Regions from separate parts of the Ovis aries genome. Here region 1 is linked to region 2. A link is a contact called in public Hi-C data. All regions are on one chromosome and are shown on one strand. The core of a region is the stretch at or near the end of the contact, and the rest is flanking DNA. Distances in the headings are between cores, read along the strand shown.

Region 1 (5,686 bases), core at 144-2,643, 450 kb before region 2:
AAGCAGATGCCCAATAAATATTTAATTAACCACACAACTGAATTAGGCCCTGGGTCCCTTCAAGGAACTTTCTGGATTATCACTGCCTTCCTCAGTCCCATTCTGCTAGCCTGGTCACAGTTGGACTCGGCAGAGGGAAGTTTCCTACCCTGGGGTATGTGTGGTGATTAATATCCTTTTTTTGACCAAACCACACATAGCACATTTGTCTTTGGTCATGAAATCATGCTGCTGTTCAAAAAGAAAGAAAAAAAAGAAATGTGTTCCTATTACTTATTTCTGGGGAGGGGCCAAATCCTCTCCACCACTGCACTGGCTCTGCACAACACCAAGAAATATTTCTCCTTATTTGTTCTAAATTTACTGTCCAGTAATTTTTCTGTTCTCATTTTATGTGACAGGCAACTAAGCGATTTTCTCCCAACCCTTTTTCTGAATCTCAACCACCCAAATAAATCTCCGCTGACACCCCTCCAGTCCTAAAAGGAAAAACAAATTACCCCAGCTAGGGTGGAGTGGCCACCAGACATGGCCTTTGCTGGGGGCTGGCTTGTCTCCTTATAGGCCTTCAGTGTGTGTGGTGTGTGTGTGTGTGATCAGTCGTGTCTGAATCTCTGCGACCCCATGGACTGTAGCTGGCCAGGTTCCTCTGTCCATGGGATTTTCCAGGCAAGAATACTGGAGTGGCCTTCAGATCCCCTACTTCAGACTTTACTCAGACAGACAAAACGGTTTCTGAGCAAGGACTAGGAACGTTTACAAAGAAATCAGTGCCTGGGTGGGGGTGGAGCGTCCTGAGTTAGGGAAGGAGTCAAAGGGTTGAGAACAGAAGGATTCAAGAGGGCTGGGGTTGGGGACTAGGGTGCAGCCTTGACTCACCTGCTCCCACAGCTTGTGGCAGAGGCCAAAACGTTGCTCCTGCAAGAGGGAGGGCAGGGCTGGGCCCAGGAGGTCGGGGACGAGGGGAGGAGGGGAGATACGCCACCTGGGCTCTCCTGACCTGCCTCTTACTCGCTGAGGGCTCCTGGCTAAATCCAAGTTCTCCCTGCCTGTGTCCATGTGGCGCTGTTGGGAGAAACTGACAAGTTATTACATCATCAAGTTATTACTTGTCTAGCACGAAGTAAACACTAAAGAAATGTTATAGTTTTCACCCTGGTCAACAGAAGAGGCAGCTGAACTAGGGTAAATAACTTGCCCCAAGTCACAGAATTAATAAGGAAGAGGCCTTCAAGCGCACATCTTGTCCACTGCCTTAGTCTCGAGGTAGTCCTTCAGGCGGCCATTAGAGGGCGCCCTCGGCCAGGGAGAGGTTGCGGCCGCGGGACTGTGGCTTCCGTGATACCAGGCAGGGGTGGAGTTAGACGCCTACTACACCCCATTTTACACTTGAGTTGCTGCACACATACCTGGCAGGAAGAACAGTCTAGGCTAAATCCGTGTCTCCTCTCTCACAGTGCAGTGAGCTTTCAAAAAATGCTTTTCTTGTTTAACCGGAATGTTTACTGTACCTCCTTCCCCAACCCCACTGTACTTTAGTTTGCGTAGTGCATACTGTGAGGGGCCCCTTGGCAATTTGGGGTGGCTTCCAGATGACGCGCTTCACACGGGGCTCGCACCTATCTGGGCTCCCGGGCTGGGAGGCAGCAGCCCAAGGTGTTCCCCTGCACAATGCGCACAGTGGGCAATCTCACCTCCCCCACTTAGTTTTTGCCTCCTTCCTGTCTTCCAGGCTTTGTGGCCCTGCCAGGTGTCAGGTCCACTGCTGGGGCAGGCTAGGTTTCCCCAGAGGCCGGTCCAAGGTGGGAGAGAGGTTGTGGTCAAATGGGGTATGGAGAATGCAGCCAGCCTTCATCATGATTTCCTTGACCTGTCACGGTACCTGCCCCGTGCAGGCAGACATGTTCCTTCACCTGGACCTGGCTAATCAATCTCATCTCTCGACACAGCGGCACAGAGCTTCGGCCTGCTCGATCCTAAACTCTGCTACCTGCTGGATGGGATCCTCTTCATCTACGGCGTTATTGTCACTGCCCTGTTTCTGAGAGCAAAGGTTGGTGCCACTGGCCTCTGCGGGGAGGGCATGGGCTCCCCAACTCAGTGGATGTTTAGAGGGCCTTGGTCTTGGAAAGTCTCAAGCATGAGTGGTTGGTATCCATGGGCAAAACAGAGACCAAGTGTGCACACTGGGTGGGCTGGAGAGGTGGGGGGTGATGTTTTGCTTAGCCACACAAGAGTGGGAGGATGAGTGTTCAATTGATTGTACACTGGTGCTGGAGTCTTAGTGAAGAGTCATACAGATGTGTGAACCTTTAGGCGTCTCAAGGCAGAGGTTCTGCTAGGAAAAGGGGTTATGCTTCAGTGAAGAGCAGAGAGGTGGAGGCCTGCAGTCTCTTTCCAGACCCTGCTGTCCAACTGCAAACCCAGGCTTGGCCAGCCTTTTCTCCTCAAACCCGTTTTTCATCTGTACGTGGGAAGATTAACCCAGAGCATTGGTTTTCACCTAGGGCCCTGCAGGCCCTGCAGTATTTGGAGGGGCTGGGGCTGGGGCTGGGGTGGCCATAGGACTTTTGTGCCTTAACCTTTTTTTTTTTTTTTTTTTTTTTGATTTTGGACTTTAGCAAAACATTTTATTATAAGAAACAATGTCTTGCTTTCTTAAGTTTGAGGAACGCTGCCCTAGATCATCTGCCAGGTGTTTCCCAGTGTTCTGAATCTGCAAGACCTGCAGTTTCAGCTGAGGGGCATGAACTGAAAACAGAGCGAGGCCATGTGCCTGGGCCAGGTCCTCAGGACACAGTGCCACACGGACACAGTGCACCCGGGTGCAGGGGTCACGATGGAGGTGGGATCTCTCAACTAGTCCTCCGAATCCCTGGGAGGAAGCGGCCAGGAGAAAAGCCGGGAACGCAGTGGGTGCGGCCCGCGAGGCCGGCGCTTCTGCGCATGCGCGAGGGCACGGGCCCGGGAGCGGAAACCAGGGCGGTTGCTGGGGCACCTGCGGTGACTGAGCTTGACCCCTGCGAGGGGGAAGGACAGTTGGGCTCAGAAATGAAGCTTTCACGCCACGGGGGCCCGCAGGGGCCCAGCCCCAGCAGACAGGGAGCACGCCGTTTGCAGTGGAGAAGCGGAGCGAGGCTGCCCGCGCAAAAAGTAAAGCGCTTTCTCTCCTCTTCCCCATCCAGTTCAGCAGGAGTGCCGACGCCCCCGCCTACCAGCATGGCCAGAACCCGGTCTACAACGTAAGTCCGCCTCTCCCGGAGAGCCTAGCCTAGAAGGTGCTCGCCTCTCCTGGGACGTGGGGGAAACAGCCGCCAGGGGCTCGGCTGTGGGTCTGGTCCGCGGCTGTGAGCCCTGCGGGCTAAAAACCTCTCTGGGACCCAGTTTCCTAACTCGTAAAACGGGGATAGTCACCACGCCTGCTTCGTGGAGGTGCTGGGAGGATGCCGCTCCCTGGCGGTGTGCTGCGCGGCAAGCGCCCACTCGGTGCAGTGCCTGCTCCAAGCGAGCCCCGGCCCGGCAGCGGTTTCACGGACCAGCGGGATGGGGGTGGAGAAGGAAAGAGTACTTCCCTGCGGTGGAGAAGCGATTTCACTCCCTCCGTGCAATGGGACTTTGATCGAATAGATCATGCCCACCCCTACCACCCCCCCCCCCACCCCCGCCCAAGTAATATGTTCTCTGAGAGGCTTTCTGAGATGATCCCTGCTCCTTTGTGAAGATCTGTGTGATCCCTGCTCCACTCGTAAAGAACTCCCTGGCCTACTGGCCCCATCCTCCTGAGCTTTCCTTTCTCATCTCTGACTCATTTCTGCCTCTTCTAGGAGCTGAATGTCGGCCGAAGAGAGGAGTATGCAGTCCTGGATCGGAGAGGGGGCTTCGACCCTGAGATGGGGGGGAAACCGGTAGGGCCTTTTTGTGTTTGCATGTATGTGTGTGAGAGTGAGTGTGAGTGTGTGTGCGGGCTCAGCCAGGCAGTTGGAAGAGAGCTCCTTGGGGCCAGCGCGCTCTTCACCATGCTGGACCTTGAGGTGTGAGAGAGGCCTCGCTAGGCGGACCGCTGGCCATCACCCCGTCCTCCGCCGCCGCCCGGGGCTCCTTCCTGGGTCACCCGGGCCTTCACAGCATGAATGCGGCAACGCTAATACCAGACTCTCAGCAGCTCTGCCTTTTCAGCTGTTGATGCCACACCCTGTGGGAAAGGGCGCAGCTGGAGGAGGCCCGAGGTGGGGTCTTAAGAGCAGAGCTCAGCTTGGGTGTGAGAGCACGTCTGTATGCCTCAGGCAGCAGGAGGCCATGAAGGCCCCCGGCGGCTAAGCTGGCTGCAGGGGCGCAGGGAGGACGCGGGCTGAGGGGGAGCCCACAGCTGGGCGGAAGGGGCAGCGGGAGGGTGCCTCAGCTCTCCTGGCCTGGATTCCTGTTTCTCCCTTGCTAACTTCTTCCCCTTCTCTCTCCCAGCAGAGGAAGAAGAACCCCCACGAAGTCGTGTATAATGTGAGTAGAGGAGGTGGCATATTTTTCCTTGGAAATTTGGGGGGTAGGGCTGGAGAAGGGCTCTGGACAAAGGTTTTGGCTCCTCGCCCTGCAGTCTTTGCCTGACTTGACTCTCACTTCCCGGGCGGAATTCCGCCTCACCTGCTTGCTGCCTGCAGTGGCTGGTTGTAGGAAGGCCCCTCGGCCTGCCGCTGGAGTTCTCAGATCAGCCTGGTTGGGACCTAGCAGGGACAGGGAGGTCGAGCTGGGCAAGCCCCTGGGAGGGACTCCTGTTCCTAGGAGCCAGAGTAGTCCCTGAGTTTCGCCTCTTGATGAAAACCTCCCCATCCTGGGTGTTGATCAGTGTGTGGGGGACTACTGCAGGGGGTAACCTGCTGTAAAGAGAGCTACTTCTTCCTATGGCGTTGGCTATGTAGAGAGACAACTTGCTTAAATAAATAATCTTGGGCCTTCGAGTGAGCTCTTGCATTGTCCAACATGTGCAACCTTTGGCTAGGACTCCACATCTTATCTCAGGTTCTAAGCTGAGCTTCTCAGCTCAATGCAAAGGGCTGGCAGCTCAGAGGTTTCCAAAGGGCTGAGGAAGATGGTGGGCTTGGAGCTGATTGTTGGAGCCTTGAATATAGAACCCCGCCCCCCCCCCCCCAACTTGGGAATCTAGAGGTTTCCTTTTGCAGGGGAGTCCACAGTTTTCTGCATTGGTTGGTAAACCAGTGTCTCATGCCCTCTTCTTCAGGAGCTAAGAAAAGACAAGATGGCGGAGGCCTACAGTGAGATCGGGATGAAGAGTGACGTGAGTGTTGCCCTTTCTTTGTTCCCCAGGCTGGGGTGGTGTGGGGGATGTTCCAAGAGTCCCATCCCTTCCTCCTGGCACCCGCAAAAGCCCATGGGATGGCCGCCAGAGGCAAAGGTTAATCCAGCTGTGTCATCTCTTGATAAGGTACTCAGAAAGGCCTGATGCTCTTCAGGATTAAAAACCAAGTTAAATTCTAAAATGGCCTATGCTTTGCAAAAAAAGGTAAAATCTGTCACCATTAATAATAATCATGTGATTAATGTGTGTCAAAGTATGTTTAGCACTTGGCATGGTAGGGCCCCTGTTCATAAGCAATTAAGAATTTCCAGATGGTGAGCGTGGAGCACTGAACCTTCTAAGTTTGGTCCCTCTGTAACTGCATATGTAGCTTACCCA
Region 2 (6,265 bases), core at 1,116-3,615:
TTTCACATCCCTACACGACTACTGGAGAAACCATAGCCTTGACGAGACAGACCTTTGTTGGCAAAGTAATGTCTCTGCTTTTGAATATGCTGTCTAGGTTGGTCATAACTTTCCTTCCAAGGAGTAAGCGTCCGTTCATTAGATAACACCAAATTCACAACCATAACAGCTATCCTTTTTTGAGCTTCTGTTTGCTATGTGCCAGGCATCTCAGTAAGTCCTCTACGGATATGATCTCATTTCATCTTTGCAATACATCTGTGCCAGTGGGTATTAACACTCATATTTGATAGAAGGGAACACTGAGACCCAAGCAGTTAAGTGACCACTAGAGAGTGTCCAAGCTTTGATGGAAACAGGGATTTGATGCTCAAATCCCTTCACTGTTCCCAACCATCAAGCCTTCCAGTTTTGGGTGATTCCCAAACTCTTCATGGCTGACAACTTCTCGGCACACCCTTTCTTTCACTCTGTGGCAGATGTAAGCTGCCAATTATGTTTTATGGTGTCATTGCATTAACTTGTGTCTTGCCCTTCCTGTGCCCATGCTAATGAAAGAAGGTTGGAGAGGCAGAGCAGTGCCAGCCATGGATGTGCCCACTGTCCACAGGACATGCCCATTTGGAAGCGTCACTCACTGAAAACTGAGCTTCTGTAACTGCTCTTCCACACTGAAGGTCTTAACCGAGGTCTGGGACACTGAAGAGCCATAGCCCTCTGAGTACATGGATATTTCTTTCAAGGTTTTCACGGGGAGCTTTGATGGTCTTAGAGCTGTAGGAACACCTCTCCTAATCTCCTGGACGAGGCTGACACCATCACATTTTATTATCTGACGGCATTTTTACAGCTGTGTTTCGGTTGACCCAGACCAGGTGGAGCGCTGTGATGTGTTTTTCTCCTGGCCTCGTGGAATCAAGAGTCTGCCTGTTTGTGAAGAGCTCCTCGTGCCAAAATCTCTAGTGCAGCAGACTGTTAGAAAGAAGCCTGTTTCTGCTCTGCCGGACTGTTATTGTTCTCCCGCTCCAAGGACCTTAGTCCTGACGCAAATAAACATATAGCTGTGTTTGGTGACCCCTTGCCTCTTAAAAATATACGAATTTAAAGAAAGATGAAACAAAAAAAGACAAACATTCACATATATCATTGGGTTTTATTTCTCCATGTTTTCTTCCAGTTCCTATCCACATACTTATTTCTGTACATAACTGAATTTGTAACCTAACCATAGGAACTTTTCTCATTTCATATCATTACATGCTGTCTTAGCACTTGCTGCTCTTTAAGCTTCATGCCACTTCAGCAAGGGAATGCTGAGTCCTCTGTCCCAGAACTGGACGCTGTTTCCAATTTAAGCTATTATAATTAATGTTGCATTAAACCGTTTTGTGTTCACAGCACTTAATTTTATCTGCATTAGCTCCCGAGAGAGATATTACTCAGCCAGGGAAATGAGCATTTTCCTCCAGCTTCTCTTCTGCACTGTCTGCCCTTCCTCACCCCCTTCCCTTATCCTGGTTCACCCCCAGCTGAGTCCCTCACTCTGCTCCACCTGGCCCTTCTCTGGCTGATTCTGGCTCCTCTGGCTTCCGTATTTAACGGCTTTGGTTTTCTTCTGGCAGCAAGCTGGTTTCAGGCAGGGCTGCTGCTGCTAAGTCGCTTCAGTCATGTCTGACTCTGTGCGACCCCATAGATGGCAGCCCACCAGGCTCCCCCGTCCCTGGGATTCTCCAGGCAAGAACACTGGAGTGGGTTGCCATTTCCTTCTCCAATGCAGGAAAGTGAAAAGTGAAAGTGAAATCGCTCAGTCGTATCTGACTCTCAACGACCCCATGGACTGCAGCCTACCAGGCTCCTCCGTCCATAGGATTTTCCAGGCAAGAGTACTGGAGTGGGCTGCCATTGCCAGGCAGGGCAGCAGGGCCCAATTCAAGTGTGAATGAATGACCGGATTTCCCCCCCTCTCTTCTCTTAGGACCAGCTGCTCTTATGAGACGAATTAGTTAAACTCGAAGAGCAAAGACTACAAATTTAATCTGAGATTATGAAACTCGGTGAAAAGACTGTTTTGCTTTAGAAAGATAATTGGTACTATATATTAAGTAAACCCAGGAAAAAAGATTTTTACAAGTTTTATTTCCAAATGGTTTGCTGCTGGGCTGATTTTAGGCAGAACAGCTTTTGAATTAAATGGGGTCGTCCATTCAGGCTGCGTGACCTCACAGTAAACTGAAGCGAGCACGGAGCTTCCGGAAGGAGGGGAACCGTCTTGGTCACCAAGGGGCAGTCACCTGGCCAGGGGACCCGGGACCTGGCGAAGCCGAGCAGGACTGATCGTCTTCCCGGCCTTTGGCGCCCCCTGACGTCTGCAGCGGGAGTCGCAGGCTTTGGAGAGGCCTGGACCCGCTCCCTCCCATCACTCCGCCCTCTATAAATATTCAGGCGAAATCGACAATCTATTTAGGAGCTGGGACGCGCCAACTGAGAATCCAAGATCTACAAGAGTCCTACAACCCCCCTCAGCGGGTGGAACGGCTGTTTGAACTAGATCTGTATGATTCTAGGTCCTAGCTGTTTTTGATGGTGAGGGCTGCGGAGGGGAGCTTCCGGGAGGGGCTGGACGGAGTGGGGGCTGGCGGTGCCTAGGATGAGCTGAGGTGGGAAAGTAGTTTGAGGGCTGTGGCTTAGGGCCTGGGGAAAAGACCCTGACACATTCCTCCATAACGTGGGTCTCCTAGGAAGTGGTTGGTCCCTTGTTTGCCGTTATTTCTACTGGTGCCTTTAGAGTGGATTAGGGATTTGTTTTTAATAATTTTCCCTCAGCAAATGGTGGCGTAAGAAAGCTAGTCACTGGATATGTTCAGCATATGCTGGCTACTAGTCATGCACCCTTAGCATGGTTCTGAGTCAGTGAGAGACTTCGAAGGTGGTGTTGTATTTGTGGCCAGTCTCTTTTGTGGAATAAAAGGTGAGGATCCTGTTAAAGGAGTACCTGGGAGCAAGGGTGAGAGTTTCTATTGGTAGGGAGGGATGTTCCTGGACCTCTGGAGAGCTCAAGACACGAAGCCTGGGTCATGAACAGCTCTGACCAGGAGCCAGTCTCCTCAGAAGTGATGCTCTCTTTCTCTGTCCTGCAGATACCTGCGGGCTGGGCCAGCAGGGAGGGCAGAGAGCTGTTTGTGAGAGTAGCCCATGGGTGGCAGCCTTTTCCTCCCCAGGCTGCTTCAGTCCCCGGGGTCTGGGCATGGATACCTGAGTCCTGTTCTTGAACCTAAGGCCTTTTAGTTTTAGGGACTAACTGACTAGGGTGGCAATGGGAAATGCCTTTGATTTGCCCCATGCTGCTCCATGCCTGACTGCCCCTCACCAAGACAACAGGAAATGAGGGGGCACACCCAGCAACCACCTGCCTTTGTCGGACAGCAAATACCAGAGCAGATGTGAAGCTAGAGGGGAGAGGTGCCTCCTGGATAGCCTCTCCCAGCAGCCCTGGGCCGAGCGGAGACTGGAATTCAGCCTCCACGCCCAGTGAGTGTGCGCCTGTGCAGTCTACACTGTAGAAAGGGCATCATTGTTTACTGGGGCAAGCAAGCCATCCAAGGGGGCATGTAAAGAAAGAAGCAGGATGGACAGGCCTGCCACTGAGGAATTCAGTAACAGTACTTTCCACTTGTGTCCTCTTCCTCCCACCAAAAATGACACTGCCTGGAGTCTTCTTGCCTCAGGGCCTTTGCACAGGCTGCTCCCTCGGGCTGGAGTGCCATCCCTCTCTTTCTCCACCCCTCCCAGCACCTCCACTACTGGCTTCATGACTAAGTCAGTGTCCCTTGTCATGCCTTTCCTGTCTCAGCATTGTTGCGTCCTGCCTGGTCATTTTTTTTTTTTTTTTGCCTCCACTGGATTCCTTAAACACAAAAACTCACACACTCTGTTATCTCCATGCCCAGCAGAGTCAGGTATACAGTATTTTTATAGAACAAACCACTGTACGCAGTGGTGTGATAACTTACAGTGTTGAGTGAACAACCCTAGCTTAAGGTCTTCAGGAATTCTAAGCGATCAGGTTAGGCTGTGCATTGAGGGTGGGTGGCCTGCTGGTTTTCGCAGCCTTCTTTCTGTGGACTTCTTTCATGTGTGTCTGTTCCTTCCTACCCCCTCCATCAGCTCAGCCCTCATTCTCTACCCTGCACATAATCCCGCTGCCGCCAGGGGGCTCTTCCATCACCCAGTCACTTGTGGTAATTCCATTTCATCAGCAAAGCACCGGAAGAGCTCTGCTTAACTGAAGGGAACATTCCTAAGAAGTTAGCATTGAAGGGTTTCAGAGAGAGAGGCTTTCACTGAAACCAAGGGTAGGCAAACTACAGCCAAATCCAGCCTGCAGACTGTTTTCTATGCTGTGCGAGCTAAGAATGGTTTTTACCTTTCTTTGCCTGTGAACAAACAAGGCAGTTCATGTGTGTTGGGGTGAGGGAGTGGCTGTCACCAAACCCCAACTAATTCCTGGCTTCTCTCTGGCTCTTCCCCTGTGTAGTGCCGCCCTCCAAGCCAGACTGCGGCATCCAGGGAGAGACTGTCATTGGGAACGACATCCAGCTGACCTGCCAATCAAAGGAGGGCTCCCCAGCCCCTCAGTACAGCTGGAAGAGCTACAATGTCCTGCACCAAGAGCGTCAAGTAACACCAGGTAAAAAGGTCTGCAAGGAAGGCCAGTCCCCCACATTGAGGTGCCACTGATGTGATTAGCACTGCCAGAGGAGACCCTGGGCTGACCAGTCAGATGCCCCTGAAGGCTGCCTCTCCCCCCTGTATTTTGCACTGGATTACCTTGGACCATCTCTCTAAGCAGCATTTTTCCCATTATAGTGCCCACCTCATAGGTTATTGTGACAAATAATAACATCGTACATGTTACTTGTTTTCTTTATTCCCCATAACTTAATTCTCTCGAGTAAGCATATATCAGTAACCAGTGCTGCACAAGTGCTGGTGGGAGTTTAATTTTGATTATGATTATGTCTTAAAGTATGCATTTGAGTCCTCAAGTCTAACTCTGTGGCTCCACTTAAGGACAGAGAAGTTTCTATTTCCATCCCTTATCTAGGCAGATATATCTCGGATTGCCCTGGTTCCCACCCCAAACTCAACCCTATTATATGGTCCCACCCACTACACAACTGGGTCTGCTATGAGGTTCCCACATTCTCAGGAAGGAAATGGTAGGTTCTGCAGTGGTTGCCAGGAGACTGGTTTTGTACCAGGCAGTTTGGTATTTGACCTTTCGATCAGGAAACAAACTGGAAAGAAAAAAGGAGCTATATAAACATCCCGCTGCCATTACCTTGGAGTCAACCGATGTGGGAAAACCCCAGTGGAATCCCTGGGCCCTATTTCCACCAGCTGCTTAGCCAGCTGCACCCACCACTCCTGAAGATCAAGAAAGACAAGGTCTGGAAAGTCCCATTGGATTAAGTTCTGGGAAGACTTTCTATCCAGTGTGGGTGGAAAGGAAGCGAGTGGTGGAGCAGTGGGTATAGACAACAGGTCTGAGGAGATGAGACGGGAGAGCGGGTCCCACCACGTGAGGGTGCAGACAGGGGCTCCCGCCAAAGAGGACTTAAGCTCTCTATACCATTCATTTGTTTGGGGGGTAAAACAACAACTTCTGAAAAGTTAAAAAAAAAAAAAAGAATTAGTAGAACCCGCTCTATTGAACATAAAATAGAAGATGTGTTATGGATTTCAACAAAATTCTGGATTTGTTTACATATTTCTAGCTGGCAAGTTTTTACTGAGTGTGTCAAAACTGGTTGGCAGCTCTCCTCTGGCTGTATGGCCTCCTGTCTCTGGGCTGTGAACAGCGCAGGGACTCCATAAATGGTCACAGGTCAGCCACAGACGCTAGTTGATCCGGCCTTCCAGCAGAGTGTGTACAGCAGAGGGCTGCATGAGTACAACATGCTCAGTCACTCAGCTGATTCTTTGTGACCCCATGAACTCTAGCCTGCCAGACTCCCCTGTCCATGGAATCTTCTAGGCAAGAATACTGGAGTGGGCTGCCATTTCCTTCTCCAGGGGATCTTCCTGATCCAGGGACCAAACCTGTGTCTCTTACATCTCCTGGATTGGCAGGAAGATTCTTTACCACTGACCCACCTGTCAGTGAAGCTAGCAGAGGGTAACAAGATGGGAAATGCTGCCATAGTTTGTATCCAGTGATGCTAGAACCCAGAGGGGCCAAAGAAGGTTTCTTCAAGGAGGGGGA

The links. Hi-C and Micro-C count contacts between places; a contact is called where the count stands out from the background.
Region 1: a contact with region 2 is called in a Hi-C map of hypothalamus, with 6 times the contacts expected there. The contact joins two enhancer-like sites. A contact is called at or near these places in 11 of 16 Hi-C or Micro-C datasets (blood, hypothalamus, liver and 5 more).

Annotation. Positions count from the first base shown.
Region 1 is chr1:119,640,803-119,646,488 of ARS-UI_Ramb_v3.0, reverse strand. CD247 (CD247 molecule) reads left to right here. Exons shown (of 8, transcript NM_001009417.1): 2 at 1,950-2,053; 3 at 3,186-3,242; 4 at 3,825-3,905; 5 at 4,459-4,494; 6 at 5,231-5,287. Among named protein-coding and RNA genes, the nearest start is that of CD247, 80 kb to the left of the region's middle. Within about 2 kb of position 1,393, at least 24 of the 54 cell types and tissues checked have an H3K27ac peak or open chromatin away from gene starts, as enhancers often do. A contact at or near this core is called in hypothalamus, where this site is marked.
Region 2 is chr1:119,188,246-119,194,510 of ARS-UI_Ramb_v3.0, reverse strand. It overlaps GPA33 (glycoprotein A33), which reads left to right. Exons shown (of 7, transcript XM_012185592.4): 4 at 4,535-4,687. Among named protein-coding and RNA genes, the nearest start is that of GPA33, 31 kb to the left of the region's middle. Within about 2 kb of position 2,365, at least 24 of the 54 cell types and tissues checked have an H3K27ac peak or open chromatin away from gene starts, as enhancers often do. A contact at or near this core is called in hypothalamus, where this site is marked.